2 separate regions of the Sus scrofa genome follow, and region 2 is linked to region 1. The links are chromatin contacts, called in public Hi-C maps. All regions are on one chromosome and are shown on one strand. Each heading gives the region's core, a stretch centred on a gene start, on an enhancer-like site or on the middle of the called end of the contact. The rest is flanking DNA. Distances are from core to core; before and after follow the strand shown. Region 1 overlaps MBP (myelin basic protein). Region 2 overlaps LOC106509046 (a long non-coding RNA gene).

Evidence for each region. A called contact is a pair of places that touch in the nucleus more often than the background predicts.
Region 2: a contact with region 1 is called in a Hi-C map of retroperitoneal adipose tissue, with 2.6 times the contacts expected there. The contact joins two enhancer-like sites. A contact is called at or near these places in 2 of 5 promoter capture datasets (fetal skeletal muscle and liver), 24 of 47 Hi-C or Micro-C datasets (adipose tissue, alveolar macrophages, blood and 14 more) and 2 of 2 datasets of contacts at active chromatin or transcription factors (alveolar macrophages and skeletal muscle).

What each region holds. Positions count from the first base shown.
Region 1 is chr1:147,673,098-147,679,617 of Sscrofa11.1, reverse strand. It overlaps MBP (myelin basic protein), which reads right to left. Exons shown (of 7, transcript NM_001001546.2): 4 at 5,577-5,612; 5 at 5,136-5,168; 6 at 1,050-1,172. Among named protein-coding and RNA genes, the nearest start is that of MBP, 27 kb to the right of the region's middle. Within about 2 kb of position 3,512, at least 17 of the 83 cell types and tissues checked have an H3K27ac peak or open chromatin away from gene starts, as enhancers often do. A contact at or near this core is called in adipose tissue, mesenteric adipose tissue, retroperitoneal adipose tissue and 2 more, where this site is marked.
Region 2 is chr1:147,806,867-147,813,386 of Sscrofa11.1, reverse strand. It overlaps LOC106509046 (a long non-coding RNA gene), which reads left to right. Exons shown (of 4, transcript XR_001306261.2): 4 at 5,707-6,520. Among named protein-coding and RNA genes, the nearest start is that of ZNF236, 28 kb to the right of the region's middle. Within about 2 kb of position 3,781, at least 13 of the 83 cell types and tissues checked have an H3K27ac peak or open chromatin away from gene starts, as enhancers often do. A contact at or near this core is called in adipose tissue, mesenteric adipose tissue, retroperitoneal adipose tissue and 2 more, where this site is marked.

The DNA of each region.
Region 1 (6,520 bases), core at 2,263-4,762:
GAGGTCAAACAGGCCCCTCAGACATGAGGGCCGATCTGGAATTAGTTATGGCCCAGAAGGGGCAGAAGTGGGTTGGCCCTGAATGTCAGCCTGAGGCAGACATGGAGCCACCGCAGACCCTCGGGATCCCTGCCATGTCTTCTCAAGTCCCGTCCCGGTGCCTGGGCCCTGCTATCGTGCAGCCAGGAGGCAAGGACCTGGCCAGCCCTCAGCCACCCTGGCTCCAGGCCCATCCATCTGCAGATGTTCCCTTTCCTACAGGGAAGCTTGGCCTCTGTTAGAAGAAACCTCTGGATCATGGAGATCCACCCCCCCTCACCCGCTTCTCCCTGGAAAGACCCATCCCCGAGGCTCCTGGGAGGGAGGGGCCTGGGAGACCTGGTGTGGTCACTGCTGACCCCTCTGAGCTCTGCGTGGGGGGCTGGGAGTAAGCAGCCATCTGCCCCACTCTGAGTCCAGAACCTTCCCTTCTCTCTTCCATTCCAGCTCAGGCTGGGGGTGATGTGGGCCCTGTCGTGGATCAGAGCCACCTTCTGAGTTTCAGGGTTTTCTGAAAGAGGCTGTCTTATTAGTAGCAGTGATGGCCTGTGCCGTGGGTAACTGCATGGGGCGCCTTGCAAATTGCCCTGTAGGCCCTCCACCATCACAGTGATGTCTGTCCATAAGCTACCGAGCTTCCGGGAGGTCAGTGGCCAAGGTCACTTGGCTGAAAGGTGGCAGACCTGGTTCTGTGTGGCTCCAACATCTGTGTTAACTGACTGTGGTTCCGGGGGTCTCTCACCTGACAACCACCCTCATGTCACCTTAGCCCCTGCTGGTTCCCTGGACAATGAAGCCTCCTGATCTTGCCCCTGCCAGGGCCCAGCTGTAGCCCCCTTGTCCTCAAGCTCCCTGAGGGGGCCTGGGCCTGTGACCTGGCACAGTGACTGCTCTGGCAGTGCCTGGAGAAATGCTTGCTCTGAACAACTTGGAGGAGGACCGGCTAAGAAGCAGCTGGTGGACAAACTAGAGGCTGCCCTGGACCCTCCCCCATCGGGAAGGTACATTACCAGCTTGAAGATTTTGGAAAGTGTGCCCTGGGCGTCCTGGGCCCCCTTGAGTCCCTTGTGAGCCGGTTTGTAGTCAGGAGCTCTGCCTCCGTAGCCGAATCCCGGCTTCTGGCCCTCGGCGCCCTGCAAGAAAAGAGGGCACCTCTCAGTCAGTGCCCAAGTGATGCCCCATGCCCATCATGCTGGCCCAACCTGGGCAGCTGCCTCTGGAAGATCAAACCTCCCCTGCAGCAGCCACTTCCCCTCTCCATGCTGTGTGGGTTTCAACAGCAGATTAGCCAACATCTCTCAAAACAAGGTCAAGAACTTTGGCCCAAAACATGCCCAGAGGAAGGGGAGCCCTAGACATGCTGGGAGAGTGTGTGCAAAGCCTGGTCCCCAAGGGAAGCCAAGTGCCCCGCCCTGGGTCTCCTTTGGCCCTTCGAACCGTTGGCTCTCACCTGCTGCCTGGAGACACCAGCAGCCTTTGCACTTGGTGAAATGTGAGGCTCATACCTTCCAACATGCAAAGACCAACCTCCCAGTTCCTTGGCCTGGAGCCTCTCCTGAGGACAGACAGGACCAGCTCCCCTGGCCTTGGTGTGGGAGTCCTGAATGTGGATGGTAGCCTGGGGCCAGGGTTCTTCCTGGAGCCTGGGCTGGGAGCCAGTCGTGATAGAGGGAAGGGGGCAGGTCCCAGCTGAGAAGCCATGTCTCCCAGGCTGCGCACCAAAGCGTAGCCCCAGAGCCAGCAACTTGGCAGGTCTCCACCACTCCCAGGCTGTGTGACCTCAGACAAGTGTCAGAACCTCTCTGAGTTTCAGCCTCCTCTTGCATAAAATGGGGATAATGGATGCTCTGCTCTGAGGATGGAGCTTGTAGCTCTGAACTTCCGAGCTTGCCAGGATTAAGGAAGATGGCCTCCCAGACAGACCGGCAGCCCCCACCCCTGCCTCCAGCTACGCCAGAAGCCCCCGCTCACTTCAGGGAAGATGAAGAGAGCTGCCTTTACGGCACATGGCAATGGCAGTGATCACCGAAATGTAAAAACCTATGTGTCTCTAGGACCAGCTTGCGTTCTAATATCCTTTAGCTTCAGAGGGGAGCTTGTACTGTGAACAAGAGAGAGGAACAGGGGAAAGTCCAGGTGTTCAGTCATGACGGATGTCAGCATTGGGGGTAAAACGTGTCCAGCTGTGGGTGCCATGTCCGTCAGGGGCCAAACAGGCAGCTCAAGGCATCAGCACAGGACCTCATGGATCTCTATGCTCCGAGACTCATTTTACATTTTGCCAGCAAGAGGTGGGAGGCTCTTTACATGTGCCGCTCCTGAGAATTTTAGAAACAAAGTAAAACCATCTCCTGATCCAAACCCCAGACCCCTTTGCCTCAGCCCACAGTCCTTTTAAGTTTCCCGAGTGTGTTTTAGGGTTCAAGAAACCATCGAACCCATCGCTCTAGTTTAGAGGTGTTGGAAATGGGTTCTAGAAGGTTCAGGATTCAGAGTTCCCACCGTGGCTCAAGTGGGTTACGAACCTGAGTAGCAACCATGAGGATGCAAGTTCAATCCCTGGGCTCACTCAGTGAGTTAAGGATCCAGCATTGCCGTGAGCTGTGGTGTAGGTCGTAGATGTGGCTCAGATCCTGCGTAGGCCAGCAGTTACAGCTCTGATTCAACCTCTAGCCTGGGAACTTCCTTATGCTGTGGGTGTGGCCCTAAAAAGAAAGCGAAGAAGTTTCAAAATTCTTCTGGTTCACTAGTTCACCTATCTCAGGTTTGGACTGAGGCTGGACCAGGGCCATCTGTCAAGACACTGCCCCTCCATCACCCCAACCCCCAGACACTGGCCACTCAGAGGCAGCTACTGTCATGTGAAGGTTTTGTTTCAGGGGTTATCACGTGCATAAGGGACAGAGCAGGGAAGATGCAGGACTGCATATGAGATGAACCCAGAGCTGCCCTTGAACCCTAGGGGCTCCCACGGACATGGTCCCTCCGTGGTGGTACATGGAGGGACAGGTGACAGGTAAAGAGGGCTGTGCCAAAGGACAGACGTGAGATGGTGGAAATCCATGCTTTCCCGAGCAAGTGCTAAGCCATTCTCTAACTCCGTTGTTTTTCTCCAAAAGTAAAGAGCTTCTGAGAATTAAATTCAAAGATTGGCTTTCAGATTAGTAATCTGTTTAACTGTTCTCCTTTCAAATTCTCGGTCACTTCTATCTTTGAGCAACCTAGAATTTACCAGAAAACATACACCATAGTTTAGAAAACTGGTGGCAGTTTCAGAAACTCCAAACGGGCAGACGGTCCTGCAGTTCTAGGAAACAGACACTAACTAGCTCTCGGGACACAGAGAAGGATTTTGCTTTGGGAAAAAGAGAAATTTCAGACGGATTAGTGGGACCCCAAGTGGAGAAACGAAGGAGAAGCAGGCAAAGGCCGGGCTGTTAGCTGCTGAGGCTGAGGTGGCCTTTAAGGACAGGAGGAAAAGCGTCTCTCAACCCTCCCCTCGCTGCCCAGTCTGTGATGACTGTGCCCTGGGTCCATGCCTAGAAGGCTTGGTCAGGCGATTATGAAAATAAGATTTCTGGGTCAAAAATGGATTTCATTCTTCAATATCATCTTTGTTACCTGCTGGCAAAGAAAGTCAGTAATTAATTGGCTGTGAGTGCTGGACTGTGTCAATGTCCCACAGGTTTGTCACCTTTTAGCAAACCCATTAGATCAGAAAAAGGCTCAGGAATATTTGGACAAAATGTTCCAGCAAATATCTCAGTACGTAATCCAGTGTAATGATGTGTTGGAGCAGTTCATGGAATCTTTCTTCTGCCTTTTCTCTGGGGGCAGCTCTCTTCCTCTCCCTTCCTCTCTCCTCCCTCTCCCTCCCCCTTCCCTTTCCCCTACCCTGTCCTCCCCCTTCTCCCCCCGCCCACCGCCTCCTTCCCTTCCTTCCTTCTTTCTTTTTCTTTTTTTCTAAATTCATTCATTCTATGAATCTTTTTTATATTAAAATTTTTTTAAAATATATTTTTAATGATTTTTTTTTTTCTTTTTAGGGCCGCACCTGTGGCATATAGAGGTTCCCAGGCTAGGGGTTGAGTCGGAGCTGTAACTGCTGGCCTACACCACAGCCACAGCAACGGGGGATCCAAGCCATGTCTGTGACCCACACCATCGCTCACAGCAATGCTGGATCCTTAACCCACTGAGCGAGCCCAGGGATTGAACCCACAACCTGATGGATACTAGTTGGGTTCATTAACCACTAAGCCAAGATGGGTACTCCTATTTTTAATGATTATTAATTGACCATCAAGTACACATAGGCTCTGTTCCAGAGAGTAAGGACCTTGTGATTCCAAGGATACTGGAGGGTGCATCTCTATAAAGATGCTGTGTCTCTATGACAGACACAGTTCCTGGCCTACACGTTAGTGGTTCTATTTTTATTCTGGAAATTTTATAAAGTAAGAACCATATCTGATACTTACTAGTAACTATGGGCAATAGAATTGGTTAAAGTACAGGTAGGCAGTTTAAGGTGGCTCAGACACCAAATTTTACTGGAAATTCAACAAATCGGCTGTTTAAAGTCTTCATGGACACGTTGTTCTCAGAAATTCCTAGAAAAGTTTTCCTAGCTGGCTTGGTAGCTAAGCTTTCAGTTTTACTAAATCGACACAGAACTCTTTCAGGTAACGTGGGTTATTGTAAACCAAATAACTTCATTTAGTGTCTTTTGCCCTTGTCTGTGGCCTCATTTTTCCTCAAGGAAATGTCAGCCTCTGAGGGGAGGGCTGGCTGTTGGGGACCACATGACTAGCTTTTCTCATCTGTTGCTTTGACAGGAAACCAGGCATTTCCTCAAACGTGGAGTCACCCCATCTCCTGGGAGGAGCTTTTGGTGTTGCCTGGGGCGGGGGCGGGGGGTGGGGGCTGGGAAGCAGAGAGGGGACAGTGCAGGAGGGAGCACCAGCCGCGGGCCAGCTGGTGAGATGGGGAAGAAAGTGGGCCCATGAGCAACTGAAACAGAGCAGAACAGAAAAGTCGAGTGCCTGTGAGGAGGGAAGCAGAGGCAGCGGGATGGACATGCGTTTGTCACCTACCCAGCTAAATCTGCTGAGGGACAGTCCTCGCCCCTGTGTGAGGAAAAGAAAGAAAGAGTGACATGGAGGCCAGTGCAGGGAAACATCTTCTTTCAATAAAACAGGAGACACAATCAAAACAACACAGTGCTGAGATGCAAAGAGCTTTTGTCACGTGTACCATGTCCCTGTGGGTGGCCGTGGCCACCTGGAGCTGCCCAGAGATTGCTGATCAGGTTTGAGGGGAAAGAGCAGGAATGATGCATGCTGTCTCTGCACCTGCCGGTGGGAAGGGATGCCATGCACATGTCAGCCTGTTCTTGTGAGATCCACGTGGAAAACACTGGGGGAGGAAGTCATTTCGTCATTTGGGATGAGTCCAGCCCTTTTTGGTACATTTAGGGGTTTCTGGGAAGGTCTATAAATAAAGTGACACTGACTCGAAGCATTCAGAGGTCTTACCTTCCCTTGAGATGGGGGAGGTGTGCGAGGCGTCACCTGCAAAGACACAGGAGAGTGGTGAGCCTGGTGAACTGGTGGGGGGGGTCCCCTCCTTGAGAGCAGCCCTGACCCTCCTGGTGAGACCCCCCCCTTGTTGCTAGGTCCCAGCTAGCTCCTGTTTGCCGAGAGCGTCTAGGATCTATCGCTGTAAGAAGTCACCCACTCAGTCCCTGCCTGGCTCCCCATCCTGTCCTAGGTGAGTGAGAAATAGAGGATTTGAGAAGTTGAAAGTCTCCAGAGCCACTCAGGTCTTCGGGAACATGCAGAAAGTGTGTGAGAGGATGGCAAACACACTCTACAGCCAGGGAGGCCGCCTGTGACACGCCCATCCCACATGGATGGAGACTGTGACGGTTACCTCGGTCCTTTCTGGAGTTGGCAGTAAAGTGTCTGAGACTCGGAGCCTCGAAAGGAATGCTCTCAGGGTGTGACTCCTAAAACTCCCTCATCACCGTGACCATATCAAATTTAATGCTGGCTGCACAGAAAGTTTATAATTAGAGCCTTTGGTTTTGCTTTTGTCTTTAAGACTTTGTTTTTTAGGAGTTCCCGTCGTGGCGCAGTGGTTAACGAATCCGACTAGGAACCATGAGGTTGCGGTTCGATCCCTGGCCCTTGCTCAGTGGGTTAAGGATCCAGCGTTGCCGTGAGCTGTGTTGTAGGTCGCAGACTTGGCTCGGATCCCGCGTTGCTGTGGCTCCGGTGTAGGCCGGTGGCTACAGCTCCGATTCCACCCCTAGCCTGGGAACCTCTACATGCTGTGGGAGCAGCCCTAGAAAAGGCAAAAAGACAAAAAGAAAAAAAAAAAAAGACTTTGTTTTTTAGAGGCATTTCAGGTCTCTAGAAAAAATTGTGCAGAAACTGCAGATAATCCTCATGACCCCTCTGCTTGAGCTCGGTTCCCC
Region 2 (6,520 bases), core at 2,532-5,031, 130 kb before region 1:
CAGGTGACACTTGAGAGCAGCGGAATGAGAAGGCTGGAGGGCCAGGAGCTCTGTCCTGGGATCGTTGGTGGCCTTGTGTCTGACTTCTGTCCCCAACCCCCCATAGCTGGGGGTGCAAAGCTGGCCCTATGTTGTTTCTCCACATTCAGGAACAGAGGGCAGACGGGTTGCTCCTTTCCTCCATCCTGCAAAGGGGGCCTCCTGTCCCTTTTCCCTGCAGGTTGGGGGCAATTCAGGGCAATCCTGCAGTTATCATTACTGTAGTCATTTAAAAATCCTGACTATGGGCGTTCTCTTGTGGTGCAGCAGTTGGGTCTCTGCTATGGTGTGGGGTTCGACCCCTGGTCCTGGGACTTCCACATGCCTTAATTGTGGCTAAAAATAAGTAAATTTAATGAAATAAAAATAAAATTCCTGTAGCTTCCTTCATTTCAAAAAAAGATCAGTAAAGGAGTTGCCATCGTGGCTCAGTGGTTAATGAACCCAACTAGGATCCATGGGAATGCGGGTTCAATCCCTGGCCTTGCTCAGTGGGTTAAGGATCATTGCCGTGAGCTGTGGTGTAGACTGCAGATGCTGCTTGGATCCCACGTTGCTGTGGCTATGCCATAAGTACTTCTGGAGTTCTGGTAGGATCTTCCCTTTTTCTTTCTTACTTTTTTTTTTTTTTGCACTTGAAATAGATTTTTGTATTCCTGTGAAAAGCGATCCTCAAGCTCCCCACTTGGTGATGTTGTTATGTTACTTCAGAGAGAGATGTTAATTGTTAATATACAAATGTAAAACCAAGCAACACCAGTCCTTCTGGGGTGAGTTCAGTGGTGGCAGGAGAGCAAATGCCTTTAGCTGTGCCATCAGAGAAAGGAGATCCCCAGCTGAGACTGGAGAAGGAGGGTCATGGGTGTAGAACTGAGACCTTCCTAGGGCTTCCAGCTGTTCCCCTCTGCGGGCCCCTCCTCACCCGCAGCTGATGGACTCCCCGGACTCCCTGTGGACCAGGAGATGGCAGGTGCTCTCCCCCACCCAAAGCTCAGCCTGGGGCCCGCAGCACACCCACCTCCACCCCAGCCAGACGCCCAAGGCAATCAGTTGAAATTGTTTCTCTTGAGAATTGTCAGGACATTGGTCAGTCATTCTCTAGCATCTAACTTTGCTTTTGACAAGTTCGATGTCATTCTGAGCTCTGAACTTTTTAAAAGTCACTGGTGTTTTTTTCCACCTTCTCTTTCTTCTGGGGAAATCCTGGGCCCTGTCTTTATCACCACCGAGGACACCGATTAAAGAAATAGGCCTTGAAACTTTCTTCAGCTCCCTACACTGTCTTTTCTCTCCTCAGGGTTCTTTTTTCTCTCTGTTTTGTTTCTGCCTTTCATGCTGGAATATTTCCCAAAACATCTGGCTGTCTCTGGTTGTCCATGTTTAACAAGAGGACATGATCAGAAGAGGGTAGGTTAGGAGTTCCTACCCTCATGGCTCAGTGGTTAACAAACTCAACTGGTATCCATGAGGATGCAGGTTCGATCCCTGGCCTTGCTCAGTGGGTTAAGGATCCAGTGTTGCCGTGAGTTGTGGTGCAGGTTGCAGAAGCGACTTGGATCCCACGTTGCTGTGGCTGTGGTGTAGGCTGGCAGCTACAGCTCTGATTTGACCCCTAGTCTAGGAACTTTTATGTGCCACAGGTGCTACCTTAAAAAGACAAGAGAGGAATTCCCGTCGTGGCGCAGTGGTTAACGAATCCGACTAGGAACCATGAGGTTGCGGGTTCGGTCCCTGCCCTGGCTCAGTGGGTTAACGATCCAGCGCTGCCATGAGCTGTGATGCAGGTTGCAGACGAGGCTCGGATCCCGCTTTGCTGTGGCTCTGGTGTAGGCCAGTGGCTACAGCTCCGAATGGACCCCTAGCCTGGGAACCTCCATATGCCGCGGGAGCGGCCCAAAGAAATAGCAAAAAAAAAAAGACAAGAGACAAAAAGAAAAAGAAAGGAAGAAAGAAAGGAAGGAAGGAAGGAAGAAGGAAAGAAGGAAAGAAAGAAAGAAAAAGAAAGAAAGAAAGAAAGAAAGAAAGAAAGAAAGAAAGAAAGAAAGAAAGAAAGAAAGAAAGGGAAAGAAAAGAAAGAAAGAAAAGAAAGAAAGGAAGAAAAAGAAGAAGAGGGAGAGTTAAAGCTGGTGGAAGTTCTGTGGCTGACGTGTGGTGCCCCCTCTAGGGCAGGAGCGGGCAACATGTCCTTTGAAGGCTGGGGTAACATGTATGTTAAGCCCTGTGAGTCTGTGCTGCAACTACTGCACCCCCATTACACCGCTACAGTGCCTGTCCCCTCCATAGCGGACATGAACATAAAAGAGTGTGGCTGTGTTCCAGTAAAACTTTATTCACAAGAGCGGGCAGCAGGCCAGCTCCTGGCAGAGGGCCTTGTCCGTGCCCTTGGTGGTGCCAGAGACTGAGCTCGGAGTTGGGTTCTGCAGAGAAGAGCCCACAGGTCTTCCGTGAGGGGTGGGATGGGGAAGAATTGGGTGAGGAGTTGTTGGTCCACAAGTTGAACGAGCAGGACTGGGGGTTCCTGTGAACCAGCCTGTTTTCAGGGTTAGCCTTTGACATCCTTGCCGAGGTAGACACTAAGGATTTCACACGCCAAGGGCTTCCTGTCAGCTTCCCATTCAGCAGCCGATGTTGAAATTTTTTCCACTTATCAAGACAAGGACCTTCATTCACTTACTTTCCATCTCCCAGCTGTATCATCACTTTATTGTTTCTGTTTGCTTTGTTCTCATGAGTTTATAACTTTTTCCCCTTTATGGTCATTTTGGTAGGACTTGAGGAGGAGGCTGCCAAAGCATCATGTGTTTTGCATGTTGACAGAGGCCCTGGGGAGAATGGGGTTGGGGGAGGAGACATTTCAAAAGAAAAGAAAACAAAATGGGAAAGAAAAGAGGGCAGAGGCCAGGAAGGAAAACATTTGCTTTTGGTTTTCCCCCCCTAAACAGAGAAATGAAACATTGAAGCCTCTCTTAAGTTAACCTTCATTCTCCTTCCATTTTTTGAAAAAAGTAAGAAATAAGATAATAAACAGCATTGAGAAATATATTTTGCATTACAGATGGGGGCTGACATATACAGAGAGGTTTCTCTAACTCACTCTCTCCATGTTTGCGCTCAGAGAAAGCCAAAAAACTTGAACCACACGCAACATGTGACCTGCGGAGACCATTGCTTCTGACAGTAGTTCTGTTTCTGACAATATCGCAGTCTCCTTTTTTTTTTTTTCCCCTTCTTCCCCGTGAAATGCTCCAGCAGGAATCGCGCTGAGATGGGATGCAAAGTAAGCCTGGCTTGCGAATGACATAAGCGTGGGTCACTGCAATCATCTGCAAGGTGGCCTTATTATTCCGGCTGTTCCGAGGGAACACAGTGGTTTCCTCTGAAAGGTTCCCAAATCAGGATTTAATGTCATGATGACTAATTTTATACAGTTAAAATGCCATGGGGGCTCTTTCAGAGTTCAATAATTGAGTTTCAAAGTTCTGCTCTTTAGAGAAAGAAGAAAAAATACTCACGTTCTAGAAACCAAAGCGCAGCATCACATCACCCCCCACGTCTTCCTTTCACCCGTCACACATGTGCATACACACACATACACACACGCAGGCTTGTACAAAGTTCTGCTACCTGACGTGTCGGCAAACAAACTTAAGGTGTCAGTGTGTCTGAAACTGGCTGTGGAGGAAAACTGCAGCCGGGAGCTGGAAACCCAACTTCCTGAGGTGAGGTGATGAGGGTGGAGGAGGTGGGCAGCCCGGTGGGAGCTGCCTGCTGTGTCCTCCTGGCTCCTGGTGCCATGCCTGATCAGGGTCCCTCATTGTCAGGGGTGTCAGCAGGCTGTTTTCGGGGCGGGAGATGGGGGAGGGTGAAGGCAGGGACAAGCTCATTCAGGCTTCAAGCCCAAACCCACCCGCTTGTTATCAGATGTGATCACTGAAAACGAGCTCCGCAGCTTGCTTGAGGTCACCCTAGAAAGCAGTGGAGCAAGGCCCCAAGCCCAGCAGGGTGGCTTTTGGCCCCCAGAGGACCCTAGTGACAGCCCCAGGCGGAAAGGCAGGGGACCACCATGCTTGACTTCCTCTAGGGCAGACGAAGGAGGATGCAGGACTGCAGAGGATCCCAAGTGGGGCACCTGATGGCCCCGCAACGTGGAGGCCCCCAGGGACGCAGCCTGCTCACAGGCCCTCCGTCTGTGCAGCTAAGCAGCGGCATCTTTGTTGACACACACATTGCGGATCTGTGGCCCCACCTGCACGGTGGGAGGCTGGGCTGGATCACCTCTGAGATCCCTGTTGGCTTAAGCTTCTGTAACTCACATGCTTATCATCTTTGGACTTTGTTGTGATCTATTGCTCTTTTAAATTATTTTCTATGAAAAACGATACAGACTTTGGGGAGTTCCTGTCATGGCTCAGCAGTAAGGAACCCAACTAGTTTCCACGGGGATTGTGGGTTTGATCCCTGGCCTCTCTCAGTGGGTTAAGGATCTGGTGTTGCCATGAGCTGTGGTGTAGATCACAGACACAGCTCAGATCCTGCGTTGCTGTAGCTTTGGTGTAGGCTGGCAGCTATAGCTCCAATTCAGTCCCTAGCCTGAGAACTTCCATATGCCACAGGCACAGCCCTAAAAAAGAAAAAAAAAGAAGAAAAAAAAAAAAAAAAAGAAAAGAACACAGGCTTTTTTAAAGAGAGAAAATGCAGTCAGATCTCAGGTTATAGAAGTTACAGAAAGTTTTCTACCTGGGCTTCGTTAATATACCAAATAGTCAAATATTAGATCCTTATCAGATATGTGACTTGCACATACTTCTCCCATTCTCTAGGTTGGTTTCTCATTTCCTTGGTATTGTCCTTTGATGCACAAATGTTTTAATTTTGGCTGGGTCCAGTTTATATGTTGTTTTCTTTTGTTGCTGATGCTTTTGGTTTCATAGCTAAGAATCTGTTGGGATTCTGACAGGGACCGCATTGAATATCCCGTCACTCTAGTGGTGTTGACATCAGAACATATCTTGACAGTTGTAAGGCTTTCAGTCCCCCTGCTTTTTGCAACACTGGTAAATCCTTTTTACTCAGATTTCAGTGCTTGCCTGTCTTCTGTTTTAACTCTTTGCATAGTCCTCACTGCCATGCAGTACTTCCCTTCCTTACTTGCATTTCCAGCTGCTTCTGCCCTGTCCTTGTCCATTAGAATGAAAGCTCCCTGATAGCTGGGCTGTGCCTGTTTGCTCGCTGCTTCATCTTGGCATCTGGAATCATGCCAGCACCTGGAAGGTCTGGAAGAAATATTCATAATGATGAATGAATGAGTGAACAAATGAAAACTGGCTGGGCAAACAGAGCAGGTTTGCCAGGGAGTGAAGCTGGAGTGTTACTCTCTCCTGTGGAAGTGACAGCAGTGGGGCCTTGAGCTCCTGACATGCAAATGCTCTGCAGACAAACTTTCTCTCCTACAGCCCTGAGCTTGCTGAATGGGTTCACCTTCAAGCATTAGCTGTAAGAAAGCAGGCAGAACTGAGATCTGTGGTTGTTAAGAATTCCTGAAAGGCACCTGATCGTTCTTGCATTTACATTTCCTTCCATTTTGTTCTAAATTGTGTTTTAGCCATCAATCTGTTGATGCTACTAAAAGCCGAATGAAGCGAAAGGTCTGTTTCTTCCTTACTCTAGAGTCCCTGTGGGAAGATGAGCTGCTTGAATCAAGAGGTTGTAACCAGAGCTCCTTGCCCTCCAGCATGGCCTCACCCGGCTGCCTGCACAGAGTCCACCTGGTCTTCCACCCATTGGCATTGGTACCAAATGCCTGTCTCCATGCTGTTCCTCCTCTCACTGATGCCTCATGGGGCAGGGACAGAGCATCCCAGACCGCCCCCTAGTCAGGTAGGTGTTGTGTCACACAGGACGTGGGCAACAACAGCACAGGCCACAGAAGGCCTGGTGATGGAGCCAGAGTGCAACTGAGACCAATGTTTCAGGGGTCTTTGAACCTGGACCAGATCTTCCCACACAGAGCAGAGGATCTCAGCTGCTCACGTGTGAGCACAAAGCAGAGGCACAAAAGGCAGAGGAGCAGGTGAGGTGCCTGTTTTGAGCTCCAGAACAGAAGCCGCCTCCAAAGTGCAGGAGTCTTACAAGAAGGAAGAAACAGGCACGTGCCCCAGACCCCTTTGGGAGCCCTGCAAACCCCCGAGAGTGATTCGGGTGGATGGCAGTTTCAGATCCTCTCTGCTCTTGTTTACTCTTGCTTGGAAGATAAGATAAAATGTACAAGTATACAAATAGGTCCAGAGTCAGAAAGGTGCTGGAACACATGGGTACCTGCGGAACCCAATTTTGTGGTGGCCACAGAGAGCTGGGCGTTCCTGGAGTTGGAGGGTCTGAACAGCAGCAATAGACCTGTTGAGGGCAGGTTGGGTGCTGTTTAGACTCTCAGGTTCGTGTTCGGCTGCGTTCCCAGGTCCGCCCCCAGCATACTGATTACTGT